Regions from separate parts of the Arachis hypogaea genome. Here region 1 is linked to region 2. A link is a contact called in public Hi-C data. All regions are on one chromosome and are shown on one strand. Each heading gives the region's core, a stretch centred on a gene start, on an enhancer-like site or on the middle of the called end of the contact. The rest is flanking DNA. Distances are from core to core; before and after follow the strand shown. Region 1 holds the start of LOC112696539 (a long non-coding RNA gene). Region 2 holds the start of LOC112696534.

Region 1 (6,667 bases), core at 3,556-6,055, 410 kb after region 2:
CGCACCTAGTGCTTGACAAGTGTTAGCTTTTATTGTATGACACGTGTAACTTATCAAAACAGTAGTGTGAAAATTGAAATTTGAAATTTAAACTCAGCAAGAATTTTTCCAAAAAGAATAATTGTTGGATCCACCACTGAAAAAATTCATTGGAAAGAGGGGAGAGAAAAAAATGGAAGAATAAAAACAGAAAGGGAGACGCAAAGCAGAGAACGCGAGGGAGGAGGGAGCTCCTCTGCTGCCACAATCGTCACAACCGCCTGCTATTCGCCGTGGTCATTGCCAGATAGAAAATCCTAAAGAGTTAAGTATTTCATCTTCACACCAGTGGATTTTAGAATTCACGTATCACATTTATGCTTTTGATTTTTATTTTTGAATTGTTTTGACAACTTCAAGAATGTTGGAATGCTTTTTCTCGGTGTCATCTCTGCTGCCGTTTTCATCTGGGTTCTCTATGTTAGAAAAGGGTACTATTCTTGATTCCTGTCTCTTGATTATAGTGTTGGATTGTGATTACAACTGTTTTTTATCTCTTGATTTACTTTTAGCACTATGTAGGGAAATGAAATAATGAACACCTAAATTTTTTAAATGGATTTATGATGATTTGAGTTACATTCCGGATAGGTGTTGTTATTTTCTTTCGTATGGTTTCAGAGTTGCCTATTTTATTTTCTTCTAACATTAATCCCCATGGTTTTGCTCAGAAATTGAAAAAGGGATTCAAGGCCTGTTTGCTGTGATATCAGTCTAATAAATTAATCTTTTCTTGGATATGAGTGTTCCATCTACTATAATACTATGTAAGGGTCTAAATTGACATATATATAGTGAAAATAAAATTGTGATTGAATCAAAGTAAAAGAGCTTTGGTTATGAGAATGTTGAATATTATGAACAGTGTGTTCACGGTTTTTATACAACGTTGACGCAATCTACATATGTTCTCAACGTTTTTTAAATTTTTCACAGATAAAATACTTTATGGTTTTTTTAAAGAAAATAATCAAAATTATCTAACACAACTATTTTTTATCCCTTATTTTATTGAAGTGTCCTGGGTAAATATTTTTTTACTTATCTTGCTTCATCATGGAAGTGTTTATTTATTGTACTTTTGATTTTTTGAAAATGTTTTACGTTCTTTGGAAGTGTTTTGAGTGTTATTGGGCGGAAATTTTGATCAAATTCGAATTTGAATTCAAATAGATCTCCTTACAACATTCATTCTCTCTGGCTCTTATCATGGTGTATTTTATCATTTACTCTCTAATTTGTCATTATTATCGCCTTTCAGGAATAAAGCTCCATACTAAGCAAAGAACTTAGCGGTAGAGTTTGTGGTGTTTATCCATGTGGTGGTGGATACGGAGGAGGAACCGATGAAAAAGAGTAGGAAAAAATTATTTGTATATATTCAATTTCATTATATAGTATCCCGATAATAAGGATGTTGAGGTTGCTGGAAGCGCTTCTGGAGGTGGTGTTCCTGCTGCAGTTGTGGCGGTTAAGGATAGAATGGCTAGGGTATGATCAAGTCAGTTCTGTATGAACATAAAAAGAGGTGTTGACTTTGTAAGTTTTTTTTTCATTTTTTTAGCTGTTGATTTTGCTTTTGTGAATTGCGCAATTGATTGATTTTTATGATTGCATCTTTTGTTTGGTTTATGCTAATGATTTGAAGTATGCATATTGAGTTTCAGCATAAAATGCAGAGTCATAACTTGATCATACGCTCATAACTAATAAGTTGCTTTCATCTTAGTGCATGCTATCAATTATTGTTTATTTGTTTGCAAACTTAAGCCATGAACCAAACTATGCCTAAGTTGAATTAATCATTATGTTATTAATATGTTCTGATCAGTTTTACTGTTTTTGGTGAATACTCAAAAGCAAAAACAATTTTAAATCTATGGAGAGCAATTTTTTTCATAGTTTCTGTATCCAAATGCAGTTATATATTATTCTTCATTCTATGATCATTTAATATATTCTAATATCTATATATATATAGGCTGATTTGGGCATCATTAACAAGAACAAAGTCCTATAATTTCGTGGATCAGCTGCACGCTACTCTTTATTATTCTCAAAGAACAATGAAAGGTGGCTGTATCAAAAATTGCATAAGAGTAATCTTTCATCCCTCCTATTTATTACAAATTTCTTATATATACCTCATTTTTTGTTGATGTGTTTGGTTGTGGGAAAAAAAAATCAAATAGAATTTTTTTATCCTATTTATGATTTCACTTAAGGCGTTCTTATGTGTTACTTTGTTTAGATAATTTTAAATATTTTGTTATTCAGGTAATTTTTTCATTTTTTTATTATGAATAAAATGATACTAAATTGGTGTTTCTATTTTATATATGTAATGGTTTTTGATTAACCTGAATTTTCTCCTGAATAAATTGGTTGAATTTTGTTGTTGTGCTATTATTTTTGTTGTTCTAGACTTAAATATTCATGGTCTTCTAACTCTATTTATATATTTTTTGAAAGTTTATATAATTTTGCTTTGAAAAAAGGCCTTTTGTGATTTTTTATTAATTTGATTATTACTATTTTGAAATTTTGGTAAAAATATTTGGATTATTGAAATTTTCAAATTTTCTACAAATTTTCAAATGCTACACTTAGATTTGAATGTTGAAATTTGTATATGCTGTATAGAATTAATTAAGCATATGCTATAGCCAATTAATACAAACCTCAAATGTAGTATTTGAAAGAAATTCAGAGTTGTTATCAGGCTCAAAATTTATGTCTTCCCCTGACAGCTTTGACAATATAGTATCATAGTTATTGAAAGAATCTATAATTTTATAATACCTTGAAAAGAATAACAAAAATGAATGCCGATAAAGATGCAACCGAATGAAATAATAGAAGCTAAAATTTACTTTATGCAGACAAATTAATGAAAACAAACTACAAAATCAACAAATCCCATGTTGTAAGACATGCTACCTATACATGTAATATATCTGGGAGGACAATCAACTTGACACTAATGTAAGAATTCAATATGGATACAAAAATATGTTGGTTTATTGAAGAAATTAAACCTTAACGAACTTCTCAAAGGTGGTGTTGGTGTAGGAAGGAGTCTAGTCACTTCGCTAACGTATCGGCGACGGCCATAATCTAAGATGATCATCCTTGTGGAGTACCCGCGAATGGATCGAGCCTCGATTTCTGGCGTTCTATTGCTGGAACGCTTGCTGAAACATCGCACCTTCATCCGGCGGTTCCTCTGCTTGCATCTCAAACCTTAACGGTATTTCCGTAATTTTATTAAAAATAAAAAAGAACATAAATTTTTTACTTTTAGAAAGGAGAAATTACCTCTACAACACCATCGATGATAGGATTTCAGAGCTCTCCATTCTCTTGACCAGTGTTGTGGATTTGTTGCCAACTGCTCCTTCTTCACTGACGGCAGCAACACCCTAACCCCTGCCACTGTTCTTTCTCCTTGAAGCTGCATCAACAGCCACCATCACCTCTAACTTATTGTTCTTCATCTCTGCTACTTGTTAGAAACAGATTCGAAGCCTCTATCTTGTCTTTTTTGTTCTTCACCGGACGCTCTCCTAACCATAGCACTAACCACCACTATTTTCTATCTTCTCTGCCAGTTATTGTTTTTATCACCAGCGAGCTCCTTCTTCCTCTCCCATGATATCTCTGTATTTTGAACCAATCAGATTGATAAAGAAAGAGAGAGTCCAAAAAAGTAAAAAGAGAAGAGAGAGATAGAAAAAGTCAAGAATAGAATTGAATTATAAAACCCTTCTTTAAATTTATACGGTAAGTTTTTATTTGAAATATTCATTCAAATTTCATGTTTGAATTCAGATCCCAAAAAAAAAGAACCTACCCAAAGCCAAGTTCTTCTTCTCGTTATATATGCTTTGAAGTTTCTACTTTACCTTTACTTTTTTAGATGCCACTTATCATATAGTTAAAGTAAACACTTGTCAAATAACTAAACATAGCAGTTGTCAAGTATTTAACTATGACACGTGTCAATCAATTAACCTACTACTATTGCTTATTTTATATATTAATAGAAATAGATTGGTAGTGTTAATAAGACTAGTTGAATAAGAAAATACCCGCTTTGCGAAATTTAATGGATTGAATAATACTACCAATAGATTGAATAAGAAAAAACTCATATTCTATAACGCAATTCAATCAATTGTATTACATTTTTAATCTATTGAATTTTGAAAAAATATATATTGTCGTGCGACATTCAATGATCGAATTACCAAAAAAATACGATTTTTCTAATGTTTACAAATGTAACGAATTTAAATAAAAATACTCATTAATTTACATTGTCAAATATTTATAAAAATTATGCTTAATGAATAGAAGATCTATTTTATTGTTATTTTTTTATCTAATAATTAATAAACATAATAAATATATAATAAAATAATAATTTATAAAATAAAAGATAAATTTTATAGTTAAATAATATATAAAAGATTAATTTATAATTAAAATTAAATAAAAATTATTTAATAATTATTAAAAAAATAAAAAATATATTTTATTATAAAATTATTTAATGGTCCAAACATTAAAACTACCTTAAATTCTTTACTCCCTTATAGGACTTAAAATAAAATTAAAATAAAAATTATCATTGAAGTTACTCTAATAATTGAATTGAATGCAGCAGGGATGACGCCAGGGAGCTTCACGGTGGCGTAGGGATTGAGGATTTGAGCGAGATCCAAATTTTTTTTTATTCCAAATTTCCAACAAAGAGTCCCATTTAAAAAAGTTTAATTTGTGCACCTCATACTCAATGCCTATCAACAGTGCTTTTAACTCCATATCCTCTCTTATCCCTAATCGATCCCAAATGATACTATCACCGCAATCCAAAAGTCAACAACCATGAACAAAAAAGCACCACCAAATACCCCAACATCAAAATAATCGCAAGGTTCTTCTTGCTCAATTCGCCACACTTGGAACACGTGGTTGTTAAATGCTTCAAGTTTGTGTGGAAGCTTCACAAATGCTAGCATTTTGCCTTTTAATATTTCTTTTTATTAATATTTTAAATTTAATTTGTTTAGGGTAAAATATTGCATTACGTAATAATCATTTATTTATTTTTTTACAAAATTATTAAATGTATATTAAAAATAAACTACTAAATTAATTATTATGTACTTATGTTTTTTTTGGTGTCTTTATGTATTTATGTATATTTATATATTTTTTAACTAATAACTAATTAACCATCAGAATAATCAAATATAAAATAAACGAATAATCAAATTTATTTACAGTAAAGTAATAATTTTTTTATTAAATATCAAATATATATTTCTATATAAAATGATTAATTGATGGATATTTTTTATATATATGTCACGTAAAATAGTTGATTGTTTTTCATGGTGTATATAAGCACCACATTGGCTGTAATTAAATCTCTCCTTTAACTCAACAAAGAGTATAAAGTCTATGTTTTGTTATGTGCCCCAATCTCATTAGAGGATCAACAATCAACATGTATATTATATCCATCATAGTCACCATAAACTTAGCCATAGTAAAATTGACAAACTAAAAGGTGTGTAATTATTTCTCGTGTTTCTTGGGAATTACTCAAACATTTTAGTTGTACTTATAAAGGATAACGATATTTTTTTTAATGTTCTATGCAAAGGAAAATTCTATAAAATTGTTGGAAAACATCTTTATGTAAAAAACAGAGCACCATCTATACTCTTCTCCGTCCCGGCAACTCGTATCGTGATCAAATGCAATTTTAGTATCCCAACTACTAATTGCATCGTCACATTGGCGCTTAACTTCACAGGTCCCCATAAAAGATTGTTGGTATATTGAGGAATGTCACCTTAGAACTTCTTCCTAATGCCCCCGCATGGTTTAAGCCACATTAAAAAACTGCTGCCAAAGCAGGATAATTCAATCATCACACACGTTATGCCTAACAATATTCAGATACATAGGGACGTAGGGGTGTTTGCGGTGTGGTTTGGTTCGGTTTTCGAGAGAAAAGTCATCCGATCCGATCGTTTAATTAAAGTACGGTTCGGTTTGGTTCAATTTTTTTCTCGAAGCCATCCGAACCAAACCAAACTAATTAAATTCGGTTTGGTTTGGTTCGGTTTGTTTGATTTTTTCAATCAATTAAAAAAATACTACCATATTATTTCACAAGTCATAATATTGAAATCGACAATACACAATAGCTAACAATAATAATAATAATAATAATAATAATAATAATAATAATAATAATAATAATAATAATAATATAGCACTAGTAGAAAAGCATTCTAATCTAGTTATACATTCTAATAATAAAGAGACATTGAGATGAATGGATTAATAGCAGGGTAACAAACTAACAATGTATCAGAATTGAATATATAGATATCATGAGTCAAGAGGAATGGAGTAAGTACAACAGACATTGAGATGAATGGATTAACAGGGTAACAATGACATCAATCCAGCATTCCAGCTCCCCTCACTGAAATTGTAAGCCTAAACATTCACTAACCTGGTTACCATCCATGATGCCATAATCTCTAAGATAAGTTGTTTCAATGACATGCTTACGCCCTTCATAACATAAGCAAAACTGCCCCAA
Region 2 (6,702 bases), core at 380-2,879:
CTTTGTGAACTAGCTTATTTACCCTCGTCCGTTCACGAAAACGCGAGAACCCTTTCTCATTTAACACTACATCCGGGCATCGATGCAGCGGCTCTTGCTTTGACACTGTACTCGAGCCATACGGCGCGTTGCTTCCGGGCAAAGACCTAGGTTTAGCGCAATAATATCTTTGATTCATGTCATGGGGGTTCGGCTATATTTTTATGTTAGTTGCCGAAGACCTAACACAACCCTCCTCCTTTATCTGGGTTTGGGACCGGCTATGTACTGCAAGTGTAACATAGACGGAATTGCAAAAAATATTTTAACACTCAAATAAAAAGAAGTCTTTAAAAGAATATATTAAAGAACATTCAAAATAAAAGCTTGTAGAACCTGTTTTTGCCGAGGTTAAATCCTCGTTTATATGAGATTATAGGTTAAGTGATGAGTACTGCTTTTTTAGGATAACGCATATGTTGACTAGTTTTGTTTCATAACCGATCTTTTGTGATTTGTTCTGACTTATGACAGATGTTGTTTGTTGGGCCGAAATATAGGTTACGTATCAAAGAGTAATATATGCAAAACTGAATTTTCAGTTTGAAGATCAAGTATTTTCTAAACAAAATATCTAAAACGAAAATAAAACTCTTACTACATCCAATATAGTTTTATTGTTTTATTACTCGTCATAAATGATGAAATTAATTACCTTTTGGCCAGCAACGGACGCAGTGCACTCTTTCCGCTTGAGAACAAACGAAGTTTGTCAGTTGTCACCATTTTTTTTTAAAGTGAGTTAATACAAAGATTTGACAAAAGTGTGACCAAATATTTGTTAAAAGATAAAAAGTAAAAATTAAAAAAAAAAGTAGTTATTCAAATATATATGATGAATTTAATTTTTATAAATAGTATAAAATAGTTTTATATAAATATTTAATTATATTTATTGTATATTGTTACATAATAAAAAACTTAATTTTTAAATTTTATTCTTTAATTCGTGTATAACTATTTATACTATATTAAAATAAAATTTGTATTCGATATATATATACTTCAAAAAAATGCTACTTTTATTTTTTTATAATATCATTTAACACGTAATTCTTTTACATTATATATTTGTATAATTTATAAAAAATATATGCCATTATTAAAATTAAAGTAACAATATCAATTCTTTAAAAAAATTATTATGTTTTTGTTGTTGTCTAGATTATTATATTTTTTATTCAAAAGTTTTATTACGACGTCCTATATCATATTTGTTAACAATATTTTTAATATGATGCTTCATCGTTAAACTATTTTTTTGGCCAAAAGAAAAAAAGAAAACAAAATTCTCCAAGCAAAGCCCCGCTCTCTCAAGTCTCATCCTCCATCCTCCGATCTCCATGAAAAAATTGTTAGACAACGATTTTTAGTATTTTTGTCCTTATCTAATTAATATAAATATTAAATTATTATTTTATTAATTTAAGATATAAATTTTAGAAAATATAAATATAATTACATTAATTTATAAATATAAATTATATATTTTTTATATATAAAATATATAAATATAAATATTAATTATTATTAATTAAATATTAACTAAAAATAATAATATATTTATTAGTCATTTAACATTACTTCTCTCCATAACCACGACTCACACCAATCTCATTTGTCTCTCCAAAAGAGCGTCCATCCCACCGCCTCTTCAAAGCGCGTGAGAAACCAACCACCTTCCCCAGAAAAACAAGAAAGCAGCTCACACAGAGAACACCATAGGCCATAGCCACCATCCTCCCTCCCCTTTCTCAAACCCCGTAACCAAAAAAAGTAAACCAGCAATAAAAAAAAAAAAAAAAACAAAGAGAAGGAACCAGAAACACAGAGACCCCAAAAAAGAAAAAGAACACCCAAACGCGAAAGACGAATCCGAAGAAGAAAGGGAAGAAACGCGAGACGCGAAACGCGAAAAATCGTTGGAATCGCGATGAGCGAGCACCCACGGTTGCAGAACCTGCGTTCCACTGCACAAGTTCTCAGAGAAGCAACTTCGTCGTTCTCTTCGAACCTCGTAACGTTCCTTTTGCTTTCGCTTCTCATACTTTCGTTTCGCACCGTTGTGGAGAACGGAACCTCTCATGTGACCTCCTTTATCGACCGCGATCCTTCCCTCAAGGCTTTACTCTCACGCCTCGACCTCGCCGGAAACGGCCCCAACCACCACGGCGGGCGCCTGCGCCATGACGCTTCTTCCTCCATCCACCGTCACCGCCACCACCTCCACCGCCGCCGCCGTCCCTTTCTCCACCTCACAAGAGTCGGAACCCTAGATGATGACTTCTTCTCCGGCGACGACGACGACGGCCGCACGCTCTTCGGCTCTGCTCCTAAATCCGCCATCAACGGCAGTCATGTCTTCTTCGGACCCTTCAGTCTCGAATCAGGGTTCTCGGATCTCGTCATTGACGATGGAATTAGGGTTTCGGAGGTAGTTCGCTCTGGAATCACGTTCAAAGCCGACGGGTTAACTTTCGCCAGCGATGATAAAGAGCGCGGTAGCTACGAGGAGGAAGAAGAAAGAGGAGATAAAGATGAGAAGAAGAAGAAGAAGAGCGAGAAGGGTGATTTAGGGAATGGAGGGCAAGAAATCGAGAAAAGTGTCGACCTTCAATTCTTTGTAAAAGGGTTGGAAGTTGGTCGCCGTGACGCGGCCGCACTGTTTTTCCTTGTGAGCTTTCTCTCTGCCGCTTATGGATGGGTAATTTTGGTTTTCCTTGTTACGTATTCGTGGGTACTAGGTGTTGTGTTTGTTGCTGTTGTTAATGATCTTGTAGGAAGATTTTGTTCTGTCACTGGTTTGATCTGGGATGGTTCCAGATTGGGACTCAAGAGGCTCTCTGGTTTCATCCTTATGCGGTGGGCTGTGAGGGATGCATTGACTCAGCTTCTGGGTTTGTGGTATTTTGGGGAGATTGAGGACCAGTACTCGTTCTTCAAGCTGTTTGTTAGGTTGAAATTGATGCCATTTTCGGTTATGTCGCCGTGGGTTAGAGGCTTTGAGAAGGAGATTTCTGGGTTCTTGTTCACTTGGTTTTTGGTTGATACCTTTGTGGCTTTTATATTCTCTGTTGATGCATGGGTTGCCATAGCGGATACTAGGAGGAGTGGGAGGGAGATTGTTAAGGAAGGATGTTATTTGATAACTACAATGTTGAACCAGGCTATACAGATTAAGTGCCTGGAAGCTATACTTTGTGGGTCGTTGATGAGGTGGATTTTAGGCCGGTATTGTGGGAGGTCTTTTGCCAAGATGTTTCAGTCGACTATGGAGGTTTACTTCATGGTTGCTTGGCTTGTGTTTTACTTTGCGGCTAGATGCAGGGATGCGAGTCTACAGGGTAGGAGATTTGGGCACCGAGAATTGGAGGGAATAATTGATGGTCATAGATGATACTTGACGGTGATTAGATGACAGCTTGTCATGCAGGGTTTTGTTCTCTAAGTGTAATGAACTAATGAACAATTAGCAGCAATCTTTCACTGGTTTATGTCCAACTTCAGCAGTCTGTCTACCAATACTGCTGATCTGTAGTTTTGTCACCAAGAGTGTGTGCAATGTGCCTTGCCTGAAGGCCAATATACTTCTTGTGTATATTCTGAATGAGGATTCTTCATCTGTATATTATTCATGAAATCATTCAATTAGTTCACACATTATGTGTTGGTGATGATGATAGTCACAGATTACAATGTTTGAGAAATGGGGAATGGACGAATGGTAATGTTTTTTCTCCATGCAACATGGAGTTTTGTTATGATGACCAATGTAGCTATGTAGCTTGTTTTTTTTATTTGATGTTAATGTTACATATTTTCGTGAATTTTATGCATTGAGTTGTATATCATCTATAAGAACAAGAACATATAGATTCATCTGCAGGAACAGGGAAAATTGTTTCAAAATTATGCATTGTTTTCCTCCTTTCAGAAAGCCTTTGCAAAGTTTGTTCAGCCTTCAATCCTTAGTTAACTTGTGCTTGTGTTGCATTATCTGTAAGCTACCTTGCAGAATTTTCTGTCTTAAACTCATTTTACGTGACTTTTCTGCATTGAATGAACAAAATAAAGCTAATTCCGAAATTAGAATATGTCAAAGGGTCCTCCCAATTGTGAAGTGAATTTTTATAGAGCTGCCTTTTAGTTCTGCAAAACTGATATTCGGAGTTCTGCAAAACTGATATTCAGTGGTCAGTGGTCACTGGTCTTACTACTTGATGTTTGCTTTTTGGTGGCTGATATGCTTATGTTGATTTGAAGGTCATTTTAAGATTGCAGGTTTTTCATGCTTCAATGTTGTTAGCTGAAAAGGGATCAACTTAAAAAGACTTAAGATATGAACAACGTACTAATCCTATGGCAATTCAATGAAAAGCTATTCAATATTACAGGCAGAAAAAAAGTACATGAAATTTTTATTGAAATCATGATGATTGTTGCATGAATTGAAGTTGTATGACTTATTTATCCATAGTCAATAAAGTATGTCACTTCATTTTGACAACAAATTTTGGTAAAGCTTCTGGCTCTATAGCATTTTCCTTTAATGAATCTACTATGTATCTGTATAATGATACCAGCTCTCTAAAGAGAGTATAATGGACGGTTAGTAGCCTGAGATCAGTGAAATACAAAATCATATAGGGGGTGTATCAGTTATCCACTCCCCCAAGATAGTATGGTGTGTGTCATGGGCAATGTTGCAAAACTAAAATTCAGTTTTAATGTTCTCATTTTGTTATTGCTCATGGAAATCCCATTAATAGGAAGTTGACTTATTTTCATGCAATATTTTTTAGGAAAATATGCATAAGATGCATCCTTGGGATTTCATTTCATGGTCCATTTTGAATATGATTTGATAGGCTAGTTTATCTTGGTTTTCTGATAAGTCTTACATGTAATCAAGCCATTGGAAATTGGGAATTTGCTAGGTTCATTGGGTAACCTGTCAAGGACGTGGACAATCTTGTAAACCTAGAATTCTGTATAGGGTTCCCCTGTTCTCTCGTTGCTCATGCCTTATGACAGTCCCTCATACCAACCAAAAATCACAGGGAGCTTCTTGAGGATTTTGAACATGTTTGTGCTTCACTTGAAAATTTAATGGTTGTCTTGGTTTCCTGAGTTGTAGTCTGTTCTTTCTAACCAGTGGTCACTTCATGAATGACTGACCAAAGGAGCATGGTGGGTGAAGGGAGAAGCGTCCAATTATTAAGCACAATGTTTTGTACTTATCTTACATGGGACACCATATCAGCTCTTCAATCATCTCCCATTGGATGAAATATCATATTCATTGAAATCAAATCCGACGATGGATGATAAATGAGTTGGCACAGTATCTCACATAAAATGAGTGCACATAACATAACTCAATTATTAATCAGCTTAAAAAGCAAGAGGCAAAGGAACACATTTGGTATTGTTAGCTAACTTGCAGTAAGCAGGTACAATGAATTCTACATATCTGACAGTTTGCAGCCTAAGGTTGAATGCAACATATGCTGAGTGGTCCTTCTTTTCTGCCGTCGTGTATGACTGTGTGTGATTGTCTCTAAGCACTAACCATGGCCCTCCCTGCATTGCCTTACCTTCCTTAAATATCAGTTTATGCATGTTTTATCTGTTGGTGCCCCTGCATTTCAATTTTTCAATCCTTACTCGTTGAACTTAGACTCTGTTAAGTTAGATTACTCATACTTATGCTGAGTTTTTGAATTAGGGTGTTGTGTGGTTTCAAAGAACTTTCTAGGTATGCTGTTGGCTGCAGAAAAAGGAAAAGAAAAGAAAAAGGGAATTATGGCCTACATTTTTATTGACCAATGACAATTGAACTTTTGAGTTTTGTTTATATTGGTATTTTGCACTCTGAAAAAATTCATCTTTTGTGGCAGCTTGTTCTGATGCTAGGAATATTTTGAATGTTTGATGCACTTGTCTATGCTTCTTCCCAAGATGCAAGTGAATAATCCTTTACCTGAAGATCCTGTCTGGACTTTTGTACTATAGTTTTTAGAGAAATATTTTTTTAACTCCTATTATTTTACACTATGTTGATACTTAGTTTTTCACTAATCACTATTAAATTTGGTGTGGTTCTTATTTTAACAGTTAAACTTCTTATTTTTCACCTTTAAATCAACTTAGTTTATATACTGATTTTTTTTAATTTATTATTATTGTTGTTGTTGTTGTACAACCCTCTCTCAACCTCAACACCGACCTGTTTATTTACATCTGTGTGCATTTATTGGTCAATAACTCAATATTCTTATGCATTAAAAGTTATTTTAAAACTTGAGTGCTAACCACTTTTAGATTATGTCATATTTAATCATATTAGTGCATTGATCTCTTGGGTTCACAGCGCTCAAGTTTGAAAACTGCTTTTTCTTTGCTTAACTAACAAACTCTGAGTTGAAATAATCAAAATGATAGAGAAATAGAATAGGATCATCTCAGTTCCTCAATTTGATTTACATCTATCAGCTACATGACACTTTAGCCTCAATAATCATACTTACAAGATATCAGTCATGGCTAACATATGAGCATACTCGTTAGAAGTAACAATTGATCAAACAGCATGATGGTTTCTCAGAGCCGAGCAAACACCGTTTCCTTCTTTGGCGAGCTCGCACATTGAAGGACACTTAG

What was found. A called contact is a pair of places that touch in the nucleus more often than the background predicts.
Region 1: a Hi-C map of an unstated tissue shows a contact between it and region 2, with 4 times the contacts expected there. The contact joins the enhancer-like site here to the promoter of LOC112696534 in region 2. A contact is called at or near these places in 3 of 8 Hi-C or Micro-C datasets (leaf and an unstated tissue).

What each region holds. Positions count from the first base shown.
Region 1 is chr6:34,350,431-34,357,097 of arahy.Tifrunner.gnm2.J5K5, forward strand. It overlaps LOC112696539 (a long non-coding RNA gene), which reads left to right and starts at 67. Exons shown (of 4, transcript XR_003150751.3): 1 at 67-303; 2 at 400-470; 3 at 1,301-1,578; 4 at 2,021-2,445. Within about 2 kb of position 4,806, at least 1 of the 3 cell types and tissues checked has open chromatin away from gene starts, as enhancers often do.
Region 2 is chr6:33,940,354-33,947,055 of arahy.Tifrunner.gnm2.J5K5, forward strand. It overlaps LOC112696534, which reads left to right and starts at 1,630. Exons shown (of 1, transcript XM_025749339.3): 1 at 1,630-3,866. The coding sequence starts at 1,973. The coding sequence ends at 3,436. It overlaps LOC140173441 (a long non-coding RNA gene), which reads left to right and starts at 4,906. Exons shown (of 3, transcript XR_011862278.1): 1 at 4,906-6,702.